Regions from separate parts of the Mus musculus genome. Here all the other regions are linked to region 4. Evidence: chromatin contacts called from public Hi-C and promoter capture Hi-C data. All regions are on one chromosome and are shown on one strand. Each heading gives the region's core, a stretch centred on a gene start, on an enhancer-like site or on the middle of the called end of the contact. The rest is flanking DNA. Distances are from core to core; before and after follow the strand shown. Region 1 holds the start of Rap1gds1 (RAP1, GTP-GDP dissociation stimulator 1). Region 2 holds the start of Adh5 (alcohol dehydrogenase 5 (class III), chi polypeptide). Region 3 holds the start of Fpgt (fucose-1-phosphate guanylyltransferase). Region 4 holds the start of Bcl10 (B cell leukemia/lymphoma 10). Region 5 holds the start of Acadm (acyl-Coenzyme A dehydrogenase, medium chain). Region 6 holds the start of Dnajb4 (DnaJ heat shock protein family (Hsp40) member B4). Region 7 holds the start of Usp33 (ubiquitin specific peptidase 33).

Evidence for each region. Promoter capture Hi-C pulls out the DNA fragments that hold promoters and counts their contacts. A called contact is a pair of places that touch in the nucleus more often than the background predicts.
Region 1: a Hi-C map of CD8 T cells shows a contact between it and region 4, with 9 times the contacts expected there. The contact joins the promoter of Rap1gds1 here to the promoter of Bcl10 in region 4. A contact is called at or near these places in 2 of 484 Hi-C or Micro-C datasets (CD4 T cells and CD8 T cells).
Region 2: a contact with region 4 is called in a promoter capture Hi-C map of pre-B cells. The contact joins the promoter of Adh5 here to the promoter of Bcl10 in region 4. A contact is called at or near these places in 1 of 39 promoter capture datasets (pre-B cells) and 1 of 484 Hi-C or Micro-C datasets (CD4 T cells).
Region 3: a contact with region 4 is called in a promoter capture Hi-C map of pre-B cells. The contact joins the promoter of Fpgt here to the promoter of Bcl10 in region 4. A contact is called at or near these places in 2 of 39 promoter capture datasets (liver and pre-B cells) and 1 of 484 Hi-C or Micro-C datasets (CD4 T cells).
Region 5: a promoter capture Hi-C map of pre-B cells shows a contact between it and region 4. The contact joins the promoter of Acadm here to the promoter of Bcl10 in region 4. A contact is called at or near these places in 1 of 39 promoter capture datasets (pre-B cells) and 1 of 484 Hi-C or Micro-C datasets (CD4 T cells).
Region 6: a contact with region 4 is called in a Hi-C map of neutrophils, with 8 times the contacts expected there. The contact joins the promoter of Dnajb4 here to the promoter of Bcl10 in region 4. A contact is called at or near these places in 1 of 39 promoter capture datasets (pre-B cells) and 1 of 484 Hi-C or Micro-C datasets (neutrophils).
Region 7: a promoter capture Hi-C map of pre-B cells shows a contact between it and region 4. The contact joins the promoter of Usp33 here to the promoter of Bcl10 in region 4. A contact is called at or near these places in 1 of 39 promoter capture datasets (pre-B cells) and 1 of 484 Hi-C or Micro-C datasets (CD8 T cells).

The regions. Positions count from the first base shown.
Region 1 is chr3:139,073,335-139,076,630 of GRCm38.p6, forward strand. It overlaps Rap1gds1 (RAP1, GTP-GDP dissociation stimulator 1), which reads right to left and starts at 1,867. Exons shown (of 15, transcript NM_001040690.2): 1 at 1,702-1,867. The coding sequence starts at 1,705.
Region 2 is chr3:138,441,467-138,444,693 of GRCm38.p6, forward strand. It overlaps Adh5 (alcohol dehydrogenase 5 (class III), chi polypeptide), which reads left to right and starts at 1,627. Exons shown (of 9, transcript NM_007410.3): 1 at 1,627-1,727. The coding sequence starts at 1,716.
Region 3 is chr3:155,091,820-155,094,967 of GRCm38.p6, forward strand. It overlaps Fpgt (fucose-1-phosphate guanylyltransferase), which reads right to left and starts at 1,559. Exons shown (of 4, transcript NM_029330.2): 1 at 1,480-1,559. The coding sequence starts at 1,537. It overlaps Lrriq3 (leucine-rich repeats and IQ motif containing 3), which reads left to right and starts at 1,615. Exons shown (of 8, transcript NM_028938.2): 1 at 1,615-1,851.
Region 4 is chr3:145,922,788-145,925,757 of GRCm38.p6, forward strand. Bcl10 (B cell leukemia/lymphoma 10) reads left to right here and starts at 1,475. Exons shown (of 3, transcript NM_009740.2): 1 at 1,475-1,728. The coding sequence starts at 1,672.
Region 5 is chr3:153,943,168-153,946,208 of GRCm38.p6, forward strand. It overlaps Acadm (acyl-Coenzyme A dehydrogenase, medium chain), which reads right to left and starts at 1,476. Exons shown (of 12, transcript NM_007382.5): 1 at 1,229-1,476. The coding sequence starts at 1,258.
Region 6 is chr3:152,192,181-152,195,467 of GRCm38.p6, forward strand. It overlaps Dnajb4 (DnaJ heat shock protein family (Hsp40) member B4), which reads right to left and starts at 1,665. Exons shown (of 3, transcript NM_025926.5): 1 at 1,197-1,665. The coding sequence starts at 1,407.
Region 7 is chr3:152,344,808-152,347,737 of GRCm38.p6, forward strand. It overlaps Usp33 (ubiquitin specific peptidase 33), which reads left to right and starts at 1,671. Exons shown (of 24, transcript NM_133247.3): 1 at 1,671-1,832.

The sequences.
Region 1 (3,296 bases), core at 617-3,116, 6.8 Mb before region 4:
GAACATAAACAAGAGTTTCTGAGAAGCTTCAAAATAAAGTGGGTTTGTATTTGACTCTCCCCCCCCCCTTTTAAATCACCCATCAGCATTCAAGATTTGCAAGATTATTAAGTAACTTAATCTGTTTTAGGTATTTTTATTCCCTAATTTGCAACAACAGACCTTGGATATCCACCCCCACTGGGGGAAAAATACCGATTCAACATTTTGAACGTTTAGTTAAAATGAGCTTTAACTAAATCTCACCTTTAAAAAACTGAGACTTGTTTCTACACCAAACCTGTAAGTGTAATTAAAAACTTTCCAACACGCAGATTTTAATCTGTAATCTGGATTAGTATTCTTTTAAAATTCTATAAAGGGACGAACAAATGGGATACCGATTTTTTTTTTTTTTTTTATAGAAATGTTCCGACTGTCAGTGATACTCACTTGGAAGACAAACAAGTGAAAATAAAATTCAGGGGCATGGGTGTTTTGTTCTGCTTTGTTTCATTAAAACCACCTCCTTCTCCCCCAACGGTCCTCTTCCTACTAAATGACAAAGATCTGACTCAAAGCTAAGAGTATTTGGTCTTCCGGGAAAGGCTACCACATCATTTCTAGGATTCTGATACTTCCTGGAGGGTTCTGTATTGCCATGATCTAACTCTAAGCATTGAGCACTGTGTTGACAGATGAAAGGACCACACTCATAAATAACTTGCCCAGAAGGAGTGGGCAAAGTCCGTGTGGAGGGACGCCGAAGAAGCCAGTTTTTAAAAGGGGAAATTACGATAGACGCAAATTATGGAATAGAAGCAAACTGGGGAACGTGTACTGGACAGATGATCTAAGTTGTTACTATCAAAGGAAACTTTTCGCCCTTAATTACAGAAGAGATTTGTATCCGGTGCTTTTGTAATTATGCACAGGTAGGCAATATCTGAGGAGAATCTCACGTTCAAACATAAACAGTTTTATAAAACATTTGCATTGAAGTATCCATTCTTTTAGGATTAACTATAAGTACAATGGAACTAGAATCAGATTATACAGATTTAGGCAGGGGCAGCTGGGGCAGAACAGGCAGCATGTAAATTCCTTAACAATGTGTTACAGGGCACAGTTTCCAGCTACAGGAGAAATCCAGAAAACCGCTTGAGGACCGGAACTGTGCACGCCGTAGTCTCCCAACACTAATTCAACAGCTAGCGGCTCCCGCCAGCCTCGCGCTGCCCACGGCGGCGGCGGGCGAGTCGCCACCTCCACCTTGGAGACTGTCCGCTCGGCACTCGGCTGGCCATCGCCCTCCCAAACTACTTGCCGGCTCTCCCCGCACCGGCGCCGGCCGTCGGCAGGCCGGGGAGGGAGCGATCGCGCCCACGGGAAGGAAGTTCCGCCAAGTGGTCGGGCTCGCCGTGGGACCGAGCCTGCAGCACCGCGGCCTCCCAGCCCCGGGGACGCCCCGCGCGGCCCGGTGCCGGCAGGAAGCGTGGAGGAGGGGAGGCGAGCGCGGAGCCCGCCGCCGACCCCACCCCGTGCGCGACCCCGCCGGCCCGGCCGCCCTCGTGCGCCCGCCTTCCCCCTGGGAGGGCCGCCGCCCCGCACCTCGCGGACCCGGGGACCCCGGCAAGTTTGCAGGAGAGATGCACTGCCACCCTGCAGCACGCCGAGGGGGAGAAAAGAAAATGTCAGGCGATGACGGCCGGCAGGACTCACCCATGTTCCTCCCACAGAGTGAGGACCGGCAGGGCGAGGCGAAGGGTTCGGGTGCGGGCGGCGCGGCTCAGCGGCGGCGGCGTCCTCCCTCTACCTCCGCGTCTCCCGCAGCCAGGGAGGGACCCGCGGGGGGCGGCCGCCGGGGAGGAGCAGCGGCTGCGGCTGCGGGCGGCGCGGCCGCGGCGGGGACGAGCGGCGGGGGGCGGGGCGGGGCGGGGCGGGGCGGCCGGGCGCAGCCTGCGGCGGGCGCGGCTGCGAGCGAGCGAGCGAGCGAACGTGCGGGCGGGCGGGCGGGCGGGCTGGCGCGGAGGCGCCGAGCCGTCCTGAGGAGCGCCCTCCCGACGCGCGGCCGAGCGCCCCGCCCTCTCCGCCGAGCGCCCCGCCCTCTCCGCCGAGCATGCTCAGTGCGGCCAGTGCTGCCTCCTGCCCACGGCCGGCGAGGCTTAGCCCGCCGGGGGCTGTGCGTCTACAGACCGGAGCGGTACAGCTCGGTGGCTGTTGCTCGAGGGGCGGAAGCAGGGCTCAGATCTCCGGGCTGCTGGGACGGAGCCTCCCGGGAGGAAGTCTCAGCCCGGAGCGTGCCTGGCAGCGCACGCCCCAGGCGAGCATGTGCGGGGTGGCGGAGCAGGAGGACGTAGATGTCCGCGGGCGCGTCCCCAGGGCGCATCAGGCTGTCCTGCGGGGCTGGCGGGAAAGCCGGTCCAGCGGAGAGCGGTCGCAAGGTCACCCTCGGCGAGCCAGTGCCTAAAGCCCTTTAACCCGTCGGGCGGGACCCTACAGGCTGTGTCCGCCGCACTCCGGCTGTGCCAGGGAGGAAAGACGTGCTGAGATCAGAAACACTGAAAGTCCACCTACGGGCGGGGGTAACTCGGTGGATGACGAGCCGCCCGGGGACTGTGACCGAAATGCTCCCACATGCTCTCGCGGGGCTCGGGGTCCCAGACTGGGCTCTGCACCAAGAAGAGGCAGTAGGATTTCTCTGTGTAGCCCTGGCAGTCCTGGAACTCACTTTGTAGACCAGCTGGCCTGGAACTCAGAAATCCGCCTGTGAAAAACCAAAAAAATAAATAATAATAATAACGTAAAATAAAAGAAGGAGGGGGAGAAGGAAGAAGAAGAGACAGTAGGAGACCTGCACGTGTCCTGACCCCTGCCTGCCTGGACTTTATCCCAGGCCTGTGGCGATCTGTAGGAAGAGGAGCTGCAACTCTTGCTGCCAGAAGGGGCTGTTTCTTCATCTGTGACTCTCACAGACCAGTCGCTAATATTACAGGCACAGATCACAAGAGCATCTCGATATGTTAGGTACTGGGATTTTATGTGATTTTTTCTGAAATAAAAATGCAACATAATTAAAGACAGGTGTGATCTATTTACAGCAGCTCAGGCATAGACTGATACAGATGTTAAACACCCGTTCTTGGAAGAAAACTACTCTTCCTGTTTGCCTATAATTCATCTTGCAGAAGGCTGTTAGGATTGTTGTAATAATCTCTATACACAGGGTTCAAACAAAATTACTGAGCATCTGGGGCCCAGAAGACAAACCAGGGCAGGACCACACATCTTCTGAGGGTACCTCTTCCTTGCCTTGT
Region 2 (3,227 bases), core at 377-2,876, 7.5 Mb before region 4:
TACAGCTCCTCATATTGTGGTGACCCCAACCATAATTATCTCATTGCTACTTCATAACTATCATCTGGTTGTTATGAATCGTAATGAAAATATCTCATGTTCAGGATACCTGATACGTGATCCCTATGAAAGGATCATTCGACCCCCAGAAGGGTCATGACCCACACGTGACAAACACTGCTCTAAAGGAAACAGTAGGAAAATTTTTCTCCCTCCTTCCCTGAAAAATCGTGAAAATAAACTTCTCAAAGTATGAGAATACTCCACTCCACATGACTGCATCCTCCGTCGTTTACAAAAGTCAGACTAAACTACAAAGTGCCTACAGCAATAGGTCAATCACTCTTCAGTTTCTGGCCCTAGTACTGCTTCTTGCAATGATGAATTTCTAGTCTGATGGATTGTGATTCTCTGTATTCCTGTTTCTGTTTCGGGGGGCAGCAGCTCTCCCTGCGTGACTTCACTTCTGTAAGAATTATGAATTCCTCAACTTGTTCAACTTCTTACAGGAGTATAACTTATAATATCCACATGTGGTGGTTTGACTGGAAATGGCTTGTATATTTGAATATTTTAATCACCAGACACTGGAATCATTTAAAAGGATTAGGAGGCACGAATACAAGATTAGTTTTAAGTAAGTTGGGTTTTAAGCACTGAGATACCCTAATACACACTGGCTTGGTACTTCAAGCCTGGAGTTTAGGAACACTACCCTGACTGGAGACAGACTATGGTGATCATCCTATTAATTATATACGTTAAAAGCCAGGGTGTGAGTTAGTGTGAAGTGAGAGAAGGGCTTTGAACAGTACCGTGGAGAATGTCAACCCTTAAAGTGTGTAATCAGGAAATGAGCCATGAAAAAGACAAAATGCGGTGTTTTAGTGGGTACATTTCAACACAAGCAGCATTTGGGATTACATCAGCAAATACAGCAGCCTCTGTCTCCACATAGTTGGTCCACTCTTAAAAGGGGCCCACTCTGCTCCCTCGGTTCCCTTCCTGAAAACTTCTCTCCGTGTCCGATGGTCCCTGAAATCCCAGGACCTGGTCGTAACCTGCTGAAATCCGAGGTCGGGCTGTTGCTAGGATGGGCACCTCTCCCTCTAGTGTTCCTTCAAAGCCCTTGAGGGCCGCAGTGTTGACTCGTCCTGGACCCAGACCCGCAAAACAAGGGGCTGCATTAGCTCGCTAGCGCATGCAACCCGCAAATCAGTAGCTCGCTAGCTAGCGCGTGCAAGCCCGGGAAGAGGGGGGCGGGGGGACCGCGGACAGGGACACACGGAAGGCGTGGCTTGTTCTACACGTGCTTTCCCACACGTGTTACCACACGCTATATTTCTCTCACGTCTAACGTACAAAGACTGCACGAAAATTAGACAAGGAAATACCACAGAGATGCTTTGCAGGGGCTCAGTTGAGCCAGCCTGGAATAAAGCGCTTCACGGCCCCAAAACTACTGCCTCCCCAGCAACGGAGCGCAGTAGCCGAAACTCAGGCTCCGAAACGCGGGCCCCGCCCTTCCGGTATTAGGCCCGCCTCCCAGCCGAGTCCCGCCCTACGCACAGCCACCTCCTCCCGCCCTCACGTACGCCCCGCCTACATCGAAGGCCCGCCTCCCGCGCACAGCCCCTCCCCTCACGCACGGTCCAGCCCTCACCCGGGTTCCGCTACACTCGTGAACCTTAGCGCTCGATCCCGAACTAGCGGCCATGGCGAACCAGGTATGGAGGCGCGCGGTGGGCCGGAGCAGAGGAGGGGAACGCCCGGGTGGCCCGCTGCCGCCCGCCGGGGAAGGCGAGCGCAGCCGCAGCGAGGGCATGGAGGCTTTGTTTCGGCGCCGCGCTTGGAGAGCAGCTCTGCTTTCTGCTCTGCTCCGCCGGAGCCCGGTGGGCTGAGGCCCGCGCCCGTCACGCGGGACGGAAGAACTTGCCCGGGTCGCGCCCGGGTTGCAGGATCAGATTTGGAGCGCGGGCCGTGCTCAAAACTCCCAAGCAAAGTTAGGCCCTTCCTTCGACCTTGGCTTTCTACGTGCAGCACGGTGTACCTGTTTTTTTCAAATCACGTTATTTGACTTTCAAGTCCATCTCCAGTAAACCCAGTGAGTGGCTTGCAACCTTTATTCTGTCAACACATTTCATAAGCGTCAAGTGAACTGATCAAAACCCAGCATTTCTCACTAGGTTTGGTTCCGTGGTTAAGAAGGTCTGTACTGAGTGTAATCGCTCTAGTAGCTCATTGCTTTAGATGCGCGATATAAATTTCATATGGAATTGTAAACTTTACAGAGCCACATAAAATTAATTCTAATGGTATGTTTACCCAACCTGATACTCGCAATATTATTTCCACGTTATAAGTATTTTTAAATTGAGATATTCTTCACTCTTCTAAGCTTTCAAATTTTTACATCATACCTGATTTCAGTTCACACTTGTCCTTTATCTATAGTGTTCAATAGCCACCTGTGGCAAATGGCTAATGCATTAGTTAGCACAGTTATAAGAGATGGTTATAGTATTTTTACCCCCATTTGGATATTTCTTAGGATCCTTTCCACTGGGAAGTATTGCACTAAAGTGATGCTATATAAGCCATCCCAAGGAAAAGATAATTAGGTCGCATAATACTAAGCTTGAATACTAACCTTGAATTACTTGCCAAACCTAGTGAAAGACTCTGGGTGGGATTTTGCTTGGCTTGTCCATTGTTGTGCTAGGACTCAAATCCAAGGCCTTGTGCATTCAAGGCACATGCTCTACCATTGAGCTACACCCCAGCTTGGGACATGTATTCCATAGTCTTCTTTCCTTTTCTTTCTTTCCTCCTCTTCTTCTTCCTTTTCCTCCTCCTCCTCCATCTCTTCCCCACCTCCCACCCTCCTTTAAGATGTGTGTGTGTGTGCCTGTGTGTGTGTATATGCATGCAGGAGCCTGTGGAAGCCAGGGGGTGGCACAGATCCTCTGGAACTAGAATTACAGGTAGCTGTGAGAGTGTAGATGCATAGGACTGAACCTGGAGTTTTCTGCAAGAGCAGTAGGTGGGTGCTCTTAACCACTGAGCCATCTCTTCAGCCCTTTGATTTTATATATATGTATACACAATTTAAATATAAATAATATATATGCACATATTTGTTGTCCTGGTTGATGGTGGTTTAGGGTGGAAGGTTTGAGATGGAATCTCTCCATGTAGCCCTGTCGGTCCTGGAACTTGAAGTGTAG
Region 3 (3,148 bases), core at 309-2,808, 9.2 Mb after region 4:
CACTCCTTCCAGGTTTTTGTTTAGGAATGTGGTCTTTTGTTATTGTTGCTTATCATTTTTTTCTTTCCTTTTCTTTTGTGGTACTGGGAAATAACCACAGAGTCCTATGCTTGCCAGCTCTATCACTGAGCTATGTTCATAATCCTTCATTTATCTATTTAATTAATTTAGTATCTTACGTTTGACAGGGTTGAGACAGGCTAGTTCAAAGGTAGTAAGCTATTGCAAGTGATTGTTCACATTCAGTTACAGATTGAAGTTCTATTCTATACTTCCCCCCTTCTCACTAATGCACTTGACTAGAGATAGAGGAAGGCAAAGCCTACCTAACCCAGAACTCCTCTAATGTGCTTGAAATTGGTCCTGCGAGTTCACTTCAGGGTCTCTCTATCTTGGCAATGGGAGACCCAGAAGGCTGGACTTCTGCAGAATAAATACTCTTTGTGTTTACATACTGTTGGAATCTGGGGCATCATTCTTTGGTGACTCATTCTTCAGTGAATCATGGACTCTTCCACTACTTGACAGATTGGCTCTGAACTCATATTTATTTTCTATCTATCTACCACACGACCGATCGATCTACCTATTATCTATCTGTCTATCAATTATCATCGTCTATTTGTCTGTGCAATCCAGGTAGGTCTTGAACCTCGTTCCTACTGCCTTAGCGTCTCAAGTAGATGACAGTACAGACTTGCGACACCAGTCCTAGCTTCTAATATTTTTATTAACGATGATCAAACTACACTTTATATAAGCAATCAGAATACAACACAAACCCCAGGACTAAACTTCTCAATGAACTCATTAAATGACAAATTGCACTTTCAAGAATCAGTGGAACCCTCTAATCAGCAAAAATATTAATAAGGTTTTTAACAAGTTGAGAGAGAATGAGAGGGAGGGGAAAGATAAAGAGGGAGGGAGGGACTGAGATAAGAAGGAGGAATAGGTAGGAAAGGAGGGGGAAGGGGAGGGAGAAGGAGAGGAGAGAGACAGACATGTTAGCTTGGATTTAATAGTTCCAATCATTCTGGTATCCAAATATAAGACCGTACATTTTAGGCACTCATAAATATCAATTTTACCAGACAGCTGTACCCCAAACTTACATTATCAAATTTAAAGCCATGATTGCCTCCGTATTGGGGTTTACATTGGAATAAAGTGGAGTTAAGCAGCGGGGCTTGGGAAAAGAAAAGAAACAAGGTAACGACTACTGCAGACTCTAAGCAAAAGGTCTTCTACCACTGAGTTAAGCCAGTGTTACTTCCCGTTGGTAATTCTCTTACTGCTCCTTCCTGACATCTAAGTTTAGGCTCGCACAGAGAGGAGGAAAAGGGAAAAAGGGAAAAGTCTGGCTGGCCTGGCCAGGACGGAGCGGACAGGAAGGGGTATCGGACAGGAAGCTGCGCGGGGTCCTTGGGAAGGCGCTCTCCGTGCAGGGGGGCAGAGAACTCAGTTCCGCCTTGGTACCTCTCAGCTCAGAAAATCTGCGCAGTTTCCGCAGGGTGGCTTCGCGGAGAGACGCCATGGCCGACTTCCGGGAGCACACTTAGCACGCACGCGCACTCCAAACCCCGCCCCGCCCCGCCCCGCCCCGCCTCCTCCATGCTCTCCACGTCACCGCGGCCCTGGAAGCGCCCTGAGACTTGAAAAGCTAGGATGGCGTGAGCGTGCGCAAGCGGCGTTTCCTGGGCAACGATCTGTGGGGCAGATGGGCGGGCACCTAGCGGGGTCGGGTTGTGCGGAGCTCTGGGTTCCTGCCTTACCGTGTCTGACAACCCGCGGTGCGACCGAGAAGACCAACCCACCCACCATTAGTGGATCCACCACCCAGATGCTGAGGTGACCTGCCCGCACGGAGCTCCTATTCCTGTCAGAAGCCTCCCAGGGAGGCCAGGCCCCTGAACCAGAGAGAGGCTCGGCTCTGTGGGATGCTTTCTGGTGGGCCAGACTACTCTGCACCCTTCAGTTGTCCAACTTCCCAGGCCCAGTACTGAACTAGCGCCTTTAGCCAGCACTGCACACTCTGTTGTGTTCACTTGCTTCAAGGAGATTCAACCAAAGGTGCCAGATATTGGAAAGAACCAGTCTTACTTAATACACTTTCATAGAGTGGTTATATGTGTTTCTCTTGTAGAGTGCATAAGTTTATATCGAGTACTACAGGTTGATCTCTTTAATCTTTCACATAGTACATAGAGAGGAACGCTATTTGAGGAAGCCATTTCAGTCTGAAACCCAGAAATCTTACCACTACAATTTGACTTGAGAAGCTTCTCTTCTTTAAAATCTAACTCAGAATTCTGCATAGCAGCTCCCTATGAACTTTTAAGTTTCTGAGTAAGCTTAGTTTTTCACTTAAAGCCTTGACCTCAGCATTTAATTCTGTATTTAAAGTGGACACATTTGTGGGGAGGAGATAACTGTTTCACAATACACTCCGGCTGAAGGAAATTAAGAAAATACAGAAAGGCCCGATAGATAATAACAGCAATAGCAGTCAGAGCTTGTAATTTATAGTCTTGAGTGAACTGGAGTCATCCCAGGTTTTTGGTGACCTGCCTTATGTTTAAAGGGCACAGACACACTGAAGTATGTTGGTGGGTATGGCAAGAATATAAGCAGAGCTTTATTTGGAGTCTACTAAAGTAACACAAACAGGAAAGATTTGGTGGAAATTTAAAAGATAATAATGGGAGATGGAGAGAAATTGCTTAGATTATAGAAACACTTAACCAACAACACCTGTCCAATAAATAAGTGTGGATTGTGAGAGAAATTACTAAAAGATGCTGAAAGTGGATGACATGACATTTAAATGAGCTGAGGAAAGGTATGTATGGGGAAGCATAGTGAAGTCATAAGAGAAGACCTGTAATAATATTGGATATGTAGAATAAACTAGTGCAAATATAGTAGAAATTGTTGTGTGTCTGTGCATCATGTATGTGGTTCTGGAGATCAAGACAGGGCTGGCTAGACAATTTTGTGAGTTGTCAGAATGGAGAGGGAATTTATTTTCAACTACAGGAGGAGGTTGAGGTCCAAAGGGAATAATACAGGTCAAAAAGGCCTACATATTTGAGTACCTACCAAACATTCTTATAAGTGGAAAACAAATTAACCAAATTTAAATTTC
Region 4 (2,970 bases), core at 225-2,724:
ACTTTGACAATACTTATGACTGGGTCTATTGTTTTTTATTTTGAGACAGGATATTCTTATCTGCAGGGTTCAAACAAAAAAAAACCTACATATCCAAAATGTGGGGAAAAAATGCAAAAAGGAAAAAACCCTCCTAATGTTTTAAGTAAGTTTATGATTTATTCCTGCTTATAGCTGGGTCAGATGCAAGCAGTTGGTTGGCCAACACAGCTAGCTAGCTTGTGCCACCACACCCTAGCTGGAGGACAGAGGTGTTTGATTTGCTAGAAGAAGATCTGGGTGTAGTTCAGTAGTTGCCATTCAACAGATGGTTGCTACAGGAAAGAGCAAATGATTAAGCAAATTGGGTTATAACAAGACAACGGATGACTAAGGACACAGGAAAACACTCTAGTATACTAGACATCAGCGTAAAAAAAGACCTGGCATAATGTAAACACCAAGATTCCAGAACTCTGATCAAAGCTACAGAGATGTGGCTTTAAGCCTCTACTGGTTCTTTTGTTTTAGATAAAGATTCCTGTTGCCTTTGGTCCTCTTGACATTTCAGTCTACACTTGCAGATTTACTTCATCGACCACATAATCATTTTCTGCCTAGGACTCTATGTGGAGCACCTCATCCACTAGGACACGTTTTGCACGGGCTACGAGTTAAAATATCGTTCTGAAAATAGCCATTTGGCCTCCAATAAACAACTTCCCCATCAGAGCATCCCTAGAATTTACTTACTGAACAGAGATAAAGGATAACAATAAGAGAGTGTAACTGTGTACCAAGTAGCTTCAGAACCTTAAATATACTCCTAGAGGCCCTAGCTTTTTAAATTTGTCTCTACTGCATAGATTAATAAGGAGAAATGCTTCTAATGAATAGAGACTTAAAAGTACCCAAACACTACCTGTGCTGCTAAATTGATGGGATTGCAGGTAATTTTTAAATCTTTTAACAGTTTTTTTTTTTTCTTTGTGTTTTGTCGTTTTGTTTTCTGCTCTCAAGATCTCCTTGCTCCTGTCTCCCTAGTTCTAGGTGGTAAATGGCAGTGGCCCCCCAGAGCAGGCCCTCAAACGGAAGTTATGTGTGCGTGTATACATATACGTATGATCACGCAACTGTAAAACCTGGCTCAGCACAACAGGAAATTGTTCCGCAACATCTGGAAAAGAGAAGCAAACCAAAATGCTCTGGCCGACTCAGCCCACACTCCACCCAAACGAGGAGTCTGCGAAGGCGGGGAGATCCCGCTAAACTGAGCGGCCAGTGCTCCGCCCACGGAAACAAATCCTTCAGGCGTCCAATCCGCAAGCCTATGTAAATGACAAGGGGGCGTGGTTAGAGGGACGCCCGCTGTGGGCGGAGCCACTGCGGAAGCAGAGACGTAACCGAGGGTAGTACTGATTGGCTGGCACGTAGGTGGGTGGGGCCTGCAGGCAGACCCGCCTCGCCGAAGGGTGGTGCCTGAGTTAGGAAGAACGCTGAGCGCGGCACCGCTGGCCCCAGGGGCGGAGCCGGAAGTGGGGCGTTGAGGTCTCCACCTCCTCGTCCGTGAGCCGGCCGTTCCCCCGCTTCTGTTCCTAGTCCCCCCGAAGTCACAGCCTGATTCCCGGAGGCCCGAGCCCTTAGTCTGGGCGGGGTGGCGCGGGCCGGAAGGACGCCATCCCGGCCTGGGCCATGGAGGCTCCCGCACCGTCCCTCACGGAGGAGGATTTGACTGAAGTGAAGAAGGACGTGAGTAGCTCCGCCGGGCTGGGCGCAGCGGGGCGCAGCGGGGCGGGCGGGCGGAGGAAAGCGGAAACCCGGAGCTGAGCGACGGGGAACTTCAGGTCGGAAGAGCGCGGGGTCCTGGCACAGCACGACCTGCCTGCTTCCCGGGAGCTGGCTGGAGACGATCCACCAGCGACCCGGGAGTCCGCGGTTAAGCCTGTCGGTGGGCTTGGATGTTTCCTTGCCATCCGCTCGTCGCTGGTGGCTTTCCATCCTGCCGATCCCCCATCCCACGCCACCGCCGCGGGAGCTGCTAGCCTAGGGAGCCGCCGGAGTGTGCCCACAGCGGGCTTTGGACCAGGCATCCCCGGGCGTAGAGCAGATGGGTGAAACTGGTCTCTATCGGGGGCTGCGGAAAGCTCGCCAGCTGAACGCACGCCCTGGAATTCCCCGAGTAATCAGACGCCCACGTATTTAAATGAAGGGGGTGTGCGTACTTCTCGCTGAGACTTGGTTCCCAGGTAAACGTTGAAAATACTCCCGACTAAATTGGACTCTTCTGCTTAGACCATGTAGAACTTCACAGACACAGTAATATTTGAGGAAATGGCTTTAACCACAACGTGCTTCGTTTTTTTTTTCCTTCCTTTTAACTTCTTTTGCCAGAAAAAAAAAAAAAATCAAATGAGCACAACTTAGATAATATACATGAATTCACATTAAAAACCGGTAACTCGTTCTTACTTAGCACCAAAATGCTGCCGAAAAATCGTCTTTACGAACTTAACCTCAAGTTGTTGAAGATGTATGTGTGCTTCAGACCCCTTTTTCTACCATACTTACCCCTTGTAAAGTTTATTGCGCTGTGCCCATAATTACAACTGATAGAGCTAAGTACCAGGAGGGAAAGGTACGGCCAGGATAACTGCCATAGTTTCCGTGTTCAGTGGAGTTGGTAGGGCACCTGCTGTATGGAAAGCTACACATTCTACTTGAAACAAGGTCTTTGATACCCACTATAGTCCTTAAGAGGACAGTAAACCCTAAGTGTAAAGTCTGGGAGCTCTGTTCCCATGTTCCACAGTTTTGAATTTTCTCACAATCATTAAAGTACCTATAAGGAGAGAATTGCTTTTCATTTTATAGCTGGCAAAACAAGACAAGACCTGTCTGTAGATAGGGGAGGAGAGTGCTGCAGGCCTTTGTTTCTGCTCCGGGGTTCATTGACGTCATCCATCCTGACAGTTGCACGTTAGACCTGTGTCA
Region 5 (3,041 bases), core at 226-2,725, 8.0 Mb after region 4:
AAACTTAGCATTACAACATAGAGTTTAAGTTTTGCAAACACCCGTCTGGGAACAGTTCCAAACACACAATTTGTATTTACACCTGAAAATCAGGCTCACTAATCCTAGGAGATAACTGGAGATTATTAAAATAAGACAGCCAGGCTTGAAGGCAGAGGTGAAGCTGTGAGCGCCGCACCACCCTGGACTACAAAATGAGACCCAATATAAAGAACGACGACACTCTGAAACTCTAAAGTCAGAAGAGAATTGCGTTTATTATTCCTGGCTCTCTGCCAAAACCAAGGAATTCCAATATGGGAACACTACTAACTTTAGTCTTCAAGCCCGCAACTACAGCATAACTAAGTAACGAATTACTTAGAAATTTGACTCTTGGTTTTATCCCGGTGTGAAAAATAGGATAAAGGAATGCATTTTCTGTTTTGTTATGGTGTTAGACTTTCCCTCTCTTGTCCTTGGAGGCACCAAGAAACCTGTAGTTCTGTTGTCAGAATAAAAAATAACTTTAAAACCCTTCAATTTCTGCTTTCAGAACCTGTTGAGTTGTATAGTAATGGTGTTGTAAATTCTAAAACTACAGCTTTCGGTGCCAGAGGCAACTTCAGTCCAGTTTTAGGTGGTATAAATGGAGGTTTGTACGAACACATCGCTAATATAACAAACTAGTGGTTAAAACAGCTTAGGAGACAAAACTCTGCAGGGTACAACATTTAGAAAGCAAGCTTCATGAAAATTCTTCGGTAGGCTTGTCTCCCTTTTGTTTTTTGGAAGGGTGCCTGTACATCACAAAACCACAGGCGTCCTAACCCTGTTGGTGCGAGCGGAGCGGCCCACTTCCCTTTCCTTCGTGTTGTGCCTGTGTTCTGTGCACACCCAGGATCAACCTGTTTGGATCCTAACACTTGTTCACGCCCGTGGCTACAGAACCACACACTGATGCCTTCCTGGGGTGGGACTACAGTCAAAGTTTTTTGGAAGTGATCGCCTCTGCCACAGCAGGGTTCTGACACCGGGTTCCCTTCAAGAAGCGTGGGTGACTGGAGAGAAGTGGCTGAGCCCATTGACCCAGAATGAAGCAGGTCCGCAGGGCCACGCCTGCAGGGGTCAGAGCCCGGAGATCAGTGAGGGAGGGCGGCAGGCAGCGCGGGGGGACGCCCGCAGGCTCCCGCTTTCCCCCAGGCCGCGTAGGGCCGACCCTCCCGATACCACCCGGTCACCCGCTCACCCTGCAGCCTCTGCGGAACGCCGCTGCCATGATGGCTCCTCGATCTGCTGCCTCCGACCACCTCCGTGCAGCAAGCAAAACGGACGGGGGTCCCGCCCCCAGGAGGCGTGGCTTGGAGGGAGGAGAGGGGCGGGCCTTAGACTCTAGGGGTGCGGAGGCGTGCGGGTCAAAGTCTGCAGACCTCGGGGGCGTGGCCTAGGGAGTCCCTTTACACACAGATGAGGTCTGAGCTCTCAGACTGACTTCGGCTGAGAGACAGAGGGATGACGGGTCCAAGCAGAAGACCTTGGGCGTGGTCTTTGCAGGCTCAAGGGGTGTGGCCTGGGAGGCGGGGCTAGATGAGGGAGGGTCTCGGGTCCGGACCTGGGCCAGAAGAGGGAGTGGCCTGAAGGCCCTCTGCGCATGCGTCCTGCTCCCGACCTTGCCCGAGCCTAAACTTCTGTGCTTGGCCCGGAGAAGAAGACTGTGTGCCCAGTGTCACCGGAGCCCGAAGGTCACGTTCTTTCCAGAGGGCTGCCCGGGAGAGCTGGACCCGAATCTAGGCCAGAGGGCGCAGCCAGACGTTTCTAGCAGTCAGCTGTGACCTTTACTTGGAGAGTCAGATTCTTTATGGCTCCGGTATTCACTGGAACAACAAATTCTGGGCTAGATCGATAGGTAGTCTGTACTCCTTAAAATTTAAATAGGAAATTAGCTGCATGTGTAGCCAGGGCGACTAAGACATCTCAGTGCCAGGAGACTGAGAAGGAAGATCACTGCGAGTTTGAGGCCAGCGAGAGCCAAGTAGCAAAACCTAAACAAACCAAAGCACAATAGTGTTTATTTCATCTATTTTTCTGAACGTTTTCAAGGCTACTTATTATCCACTTATATAGATGTGGGAAGCATCCTTGGGAACCCAAGCTGAGCCTATCCAAAAGCTCCCCAGACAGTGAACATTGGGAGTGAAATTTTGCTCATGAGTTTGTAAACTTTGCTTAAATTCCCATTGTCTTCCAGTTAGACCTTGTGTCTGAGATGGTAGCTGTGGTGTTATAAAGATGAGAGATTATAAAACTTCTTAGTGTTGGGTACCTTAGTTGCCAAAGATTAAGCTGTCAATAGTCCTCTTGCTCTCTGCTTCAAGGAACTGGGAGACAGGAGCTTATTTTTGAGACTAATGAACAATGAAAAATTCTCATCTTCTCTCTGTCTTACCTGTAGCATTGTCAGGCACACCAAAGCCTAGAAAAGGTATGTGGATTCCATTGTGAGATAAATGCTCAGATCTATAAGATTAATCTTTCAACATCAACAATCTTTCCTGAAACATAGTTTCTAATGGTTGTAAGGGAACATTCCAGAAAAAGGTATCTTCCTTTGAATGGCCTGCTAGTCTGATGAGCTGTTTAAACCTCTGATTGTGGAATGTTCCAGGTCCACAAACAACATTATCTGTGCCATTTTTAGCCTCCTTGGCAGCCATTTATTGCCTTCCTTTATGTGTAAGCTAACAGCTTTGTGACCATTAGGTACATTCTTTAGAATATTCAGGCACACACCTACCTCCCACCAACCAGATGGCAAATGTTGTCAGATAGCATTGGAAGCCTATGGCTTTTTTTTTTTTTCTGTAACATTTCTACTAAAGTATTTGAAAAGTACTTTGATGTAAATATGACCTTCTTTGCTCTGTTTCCATTAAGCATCTTGATATTGCTACTTCATTGGAACAGAGACTTTGGGGTAGCCTGGAGAGATGCTTTGAGAGCGTGTCTCTCTGTCTCTGGTACAGTGTGTTTGCTTCACCTCACATTCACTCTCAAACAGGAAT
Region 6 (3,287 bases), core at 415-2,914, 6.3 Mb after region 4:
TGGCCCTGTTTGAAGGACTTCTAATTAGGGAAATCTGGTGTTTAAATGCTATAAACAAGGGGAAAACAGTATGTTTCCATAGCCACCGTGACTTAAAAGACATTAGGGGAAGAATAATGCAAAAGAACTTTAGTCTGTTTTAACACTTGAAAACCCCAGAACTCACGTGAACTAATGCATGGTTGCCGCTGCTGCTGACTGACAATTTCAAACTCCTACTTTATGGCCACATTTACGACATTTATGGACATTTATGGAGATGCTGGACAAAATTCGGAATGGTAAAAGGAGATTCTCAAAGGCTACTGAGCTCACTGAGTCCTGATCTCAGAAGGCAAGAAAAAAAGTATGGCTGAGGGAAAGGGCAGCTGTCATGCTTCCTCTTCAGCCACATAGTAAAATTTCCAAAAGAAATAGTTAACTAAAACAAACTCAGTCATTGTTCCAACTAGGTGGCCATTTTGGGTTAGAGAAGGAGAGGGAGGGCGGGAGGGCGGGGGGGGGGGGGGAGGAAGAGAGGGAGGGAGAAAGAGAGAGAGAGAGAGAGAGAGATCTTGTTCTCCTGGCACAATATTAACTGTTTATAATTAAGCTAAAAACTTGTTCTGGTATTTTATGACATCAGGGAAATTCTTTCCTCTCTAGGCAGATTGCCAAAAACAACTAGAAGCTAAATGCCTGTGCCTTCTGCTTCTACGACACACCACTCCGTCTTGTTCAGTTTCAACTAGCGTCGCTCTAAAAGGACAAAAAACTTCTTGTTTTTCTAAATAAAACATAAATGGCCCAGAATTTGAATTGCCGATCTTAAAATTTTAAGTGACTGAAGATTCTATTAATTCTGGCAATAAAATCATTAAAAACAAAACAGGTTGCATAAGACTTTTAAACAATTCATTCACAGGCATGAGAATTTAAGGTTTCTTTTAAAATATAAAATGCTAAAACAATAAGTCTAACAGGAGAATATGAATAATACAATATTCTAAGAAAAAAACCCACAAAGACAAACATGACATTTCATTCATAGCTCATTCAAATAATCAAGGATTAAACCTTAGTTTTAACCTGTTATTTTTCTTTTTATTTTAGTATGTCTGATGTTCTCATGTAACGATAACCAGAAGGCTGAGAGAGAGAGAAAAAAAAAAGCTACGATTCAGACACTGCCAAAGGTACAGAAATATGCAGCTTACCTTCTTCGCCAAACTGATCATATATTTCTCTCTTTTTAGGATCACTCAGTACTTCATACGCTTCTGCGACCTCTTTAAATTTTTCCTCTGCTTGAGGAGATTTGTTCTTGTCCGGGTGAAATTTGAGGGCTTGCTTTCGGTAAGCCTTTTTAACATCTTCATCTGTAGCTCCTTTGTCAATTCCCAAAATGTGATAATAGTCTTTCCCCATTTCGAATGCCTTGAAATGAACTTAGATTTCCCTTTGTAAAAGAAAACAGCGTCCCCAGGCTTAGCAACACAATGATCCTGAGAAAATAAAGCAAGCTGGGTATCTTACAAGTTAAAGCAAATCAGCAACTCGGCTCAGCTGTCCAGAGGCAGCAGGCAGCGTCTCTATTTAATTCCTCCCCGGCAGCTCACTTACAGATAAATAGACACCGCACGGAGACGGCCTCAGCTAGACCCTCCCACTTCAACTACGTGTCTCTGTACTTTCTAGAACAGCGAACGAACGAACGCTACAGGACGTCACTTTCCCAGCGGCCTCTAGGCAAAGTACTGAGCTGTGCCTCTCCTCCTCCACGATTAACTATTCCCTTTCCTTCGTCCTAGCTGTACCCTTTTATTTCCTGTGGATTTAGCAAACCAGCACAGAATGCCGCAACTACATATACATTTACTCCATTAGAGGTAAAAAGGCAACAGAAATAATTATAGCCATTAGGCATCCCATGTTAAACTGATTATACAGTCAGAAAAGCCCTCAACTTACAGTAGGTATTCTAACTTCAATTTCAAGTTACCTAGCTATAAAATGTGCAGAACTAAAATATGAGGTGTTTACATTTAAAATCTTCAAATAATTTGGGTCATTTTCAAAATTTCTGGGGTCTATCGATCTGAAAAGTGAGGGAGCCACTATATAAAATGTCACATGGTAAAAGGACTGTTATAACATTGAAAAGCAGTATTTTAACATAAATAGGTGACTTAAGAATGGTTTTAACTAGGGGTTCTTTTTTTTGGAGGGGGGATAATACTTAATAAACCATTCCTTATCACAATGAAACGGAAAAGCCCATTCTGAGGGGGTCTTTATACTGCAGGGAATGTAGGGGAGAGAGGATCAGATTCCAGCACGCTCAGGTCAGTGTAACTGTCACCCGGGACCAGTTTACGGCCTGGATGGATTAGTTAGGAGAGGCAGTTAGGTAACAAGTTCCTTCAAAACACATTTCCCCTAATTTTAAGTATTTACTTGTTGACAAAGATTTTTTTGAAACAAGTGGGGGGGGGTTTTCTCCCTATCTTTTTAGTATTCCCTTGTAATATTAGTATATTTCATACCTTTAAAAAACATTTGTTGCGATTTGTTGTAATTTTTTAAATCAACAGTTTTAATCATTTTACATTTATATGTTATCTGATGCTTTCCTTCTTTAAAAATGTATCTTGAATAGATGAGAAATATTTTGAATGTAAATAACTCATCTTTTATCTCTTTTGTGGGTTTTCAATCTGTACCAGCTGGCTTTGTGTGTCAACTTGACACAAGCTGGAGTTATCACAGAGAAAGGATCAGGATCAAACATTTCTTTTTCACATTCCATGTCCCAAAGACCATGGGGAAGTTAACATCAGCAGTCATCATGAGAGTGCGACTCTGAAAGTGCATATGCCATCACACTCACCTATAAATATCTACCTGCTAATACAGGTGTAGGGGGTAGACTTGAGAGAGACTATGAAGAGAAGAGAAACTACAATTAGTAAATTAACTGCATTTAAAAATTGAATTCTTCTATTAACATGAAGCTCGAATTCTCCTTGTTTTATTACAAGTATCTAGCCTGCTGTATCATGCAATAATTCAGGACTCAGAAAAGCATAAATTTATTTTTATGTATATCAAAAAGCTTAAATGTGATTATTTTATCAATGTTAACAGCAACAAAGTTTTTGTGCATAATAGTATGTTGAAGTCAAATGCTACTCTATTTTAATGACAGGTGGATGGGCCAGAGGTAATTAAAACTCTGAAAGTCACTGATTTTGCTCCTAGCACTTTACTCAATGTTCTTACTCGGGATGCTATGCTTTAATAACCGT
Region 7 (2,930 bases), core at 421-2,920, 6.4 Mb after region 4:
ACAGTAAAAGTGCACACTGAGGACCTCTGTCTTCTGGGCAGCTCGTGGCGGCTGCCATCTTGAAATCAGAAAGCAGTAGTTAGCAGCATGAACCCTCACATCCTGTGCCCGTTAGCATTTCCCCATGGACACAATGGCGGGCACCCAGGCTTATGCAGCACCTCCTATCTCTGAGGGTATAAATGTAGTTAACAATGCTGGAGGCATGGGAGAGACTCATTGTTGGTATAGCTACCCTTAAGTGGTCTATGCTTGAATGACCCCCAATTAAAACACTTATTTGGCCTGATGTTGTTATATCTGGGTAAATAAAAATGAATTTCCTGGGGAAAACCATTCAATAAAAATTGAAAGCCGGGTGTGGTGGCACACGCCTTTAATCCCAGCACTCGGGAGGCAGAGGCAGGTGGATTTCTAAGTTCGAGGGCAGCCTGGTCTACAAAGTGAGTTCCAGATCAACCAGGGCTATACAGTGAAACCCTGTCTCGAAAAAAAAAAATGACAATATTACTGATTTGGATATCAGTGAAAGCAAACGAGCAATATCTGGAGTAGGCCGAGGGTAGAGTGGTGGTAACCATGGGGCCTCCCACACAGCTTCATTCCCTTGCGCCAAGCCCCAGACAGCAAGGAGTATCATGGTTAACATCCTCTGATTCCACTAGCAGAATAATTAGAAGCCCTCAGATTAGTCGCCTGCTTCTGATGGAGACTGGCATTTTGCACAATATTTAGATACATGCTCCCAACCAACTTTGGGGTTAATCATATAGACATGTCTTACTCTGTAATCCAGGCTAGCCTCAAACTCACAATCCTGCCACAGCCTCCCAAGTGCTGGCTTTACCGGGGTACACCACCATGCCCAGCTGACAAACTTTTTCAGCTTTGCAGTTTGAATTCACATATTATAAAATCAAACAGTGAGGGGCTAAAAAGATGACTCCTGGTTAGGACCACTGGCTGCTCTTCCAGAGGACACTGGTTCAATCCCCAGCACCCAGAAGGCAGTTTAGTTCACAGTTGTTTGTAACTCCAGATACAATGGATCCGACATCTTCACTGAGATATGCATGCAGGCAAAACACCAATGCATATAATAGAAATAATTGGAAAAATATTAAAAAGTGAATGTAACAGTCACATAAGTGGAAGGTTTTTTTTTTTTTTCCTATTGCTCTAAGTACCAAGAAGATCTCAAGGTTTCAGTAACTATTTCATTTGATCTTGATTTAACCTAGTGGAAAATGGTAGAGATTAATTTCTTCTTTGTATATATGGCAAAGAGAAATGCATTTGCTTCCAGAAAATGTAGGTCTTAAAGGAGTTATTAGAAAAGCAAGGTTTAGGACTAGCCTCACACTGCAGCCCAGACTGGCTTCGAAGTTACCGCAATCCTCCTGCCCCAGCCTTGAGCTAGCCACTTCATATTGCAAACTTCAGACCTTTCTGAGGCTTTCCGTACTGCGGAGTTTATAATGCACCGCGACGAGACCTTGGGAAGCTGTCTTGTGACTGCAGAGGGTGGGAGAATAGGAATAAAAGCAGAAATGCGGCCGAAGTGGTGTACACGTCAGCTCAGGTTGCCTGTCTAGCACAGGCCTAGCGGAGAACCGAGGCCAGGCCCGAGGCCCCGCCCCGGGGCGTGTCTCCCCAAGGTCCCGCCCCCAGACGCCCGCAGCGGCCGCGGAGACACCGGAAGGAGCGGCGGCTGCCGAGGGAAGCGTCGGGCAGCGGTCGGGTTCTGCGGGCCGCGCTGCGGAACCGTTTTGCGGCCCTGCGGATCCGAGCGCTCAGGCTCCGAGGAGGAGTGCGCTGGGCGGCGGGCTGAGGTGAGCGCGGCGGACGGGCGGGCGGGCGTGCGGCGGCGGCGGGCCGGAGGGAGGGCGGGCGCGGCCGGGCTGAGGCTCGCCCCGGCGCGCGGCCCGGGCGGCTCGGTGGTCAGGGATCCGGGTCGGGGGGCGCGACCTGTGCGCGCCGCCCCGTTATTCATTGCTACGAACGGGAAAACCGAGGTGTCACCGTCCCAGTGGCGTGTCTTCGGCCGACGCAGCGTTTGGGTCGAGTCCAGTCGTAGCGTCTGTCGGTCGCAGCTTTTGTTCGGGTCACATTTCCACGGTGTGAGTGCTTTCCCAAGCGCTCAAGCATTTTTCAAATACAAAATGCTCCTCGTCGGAAAATTCGTCATGTTGACCTGTTAGGCAATGTGATTGATTTGATTGCCTTAGGGGCTTTGCACACAACTGAAGATTAGGGTTTACATTCTGTCGGAATCAGTATTAGGCCTGCGAAATGGAGCCAGGGGCTGACATCCTGGCTGGAGCAGAGTCTAACTAAACTGAAGACGCGTTTTACCAAAGGTCTCGAGACTTAGTGCTTAATGTAGAATTCTAGAATGTTCTCTCTCTCTCTCTCTCTCTTTTTTCTTCTTTAAATTTTTTCGAGACAGTCCAATGTCTGGCCTCCCAAGTCCTGATCCTCCTGCCTCCATCTCCCAAGTTGCTGGGATTCCAAATGTATTGCCACCATGTCATGCCAGATATTTTTTTGTTTGATCTGACAATTTTTTTCTTTACGAAAAACCTGTTACCAAAGATAATGAGAGTCAGGGTAGACTGCTCAAGCCTAGAGATGCCTTTGGCAGAAGATAACATTTGGAAGGTGGAGGAAGGTAGAGAAGGACTTCCAGGCTAGCCTAGGCTACAGGAGCCCCCATTTCAAAGCAAGCAAGCAAGCAAGCAAGCAAACCAAAGAGGCAGGGGAGGGGAGGGAGAGGGAGAGAATGAGACCATTTCTCCGAGTGTCTTCTGTGGTTGAGGGTGCAGTTGTATCTTATGGAAAGGTCAGAGCAAATCCGATGATTGCAGCAGGCTATTTGATCTTATGAATGCTGGCAGTGAGTTTGTACTGTTAATATAAGTATGGAAGAA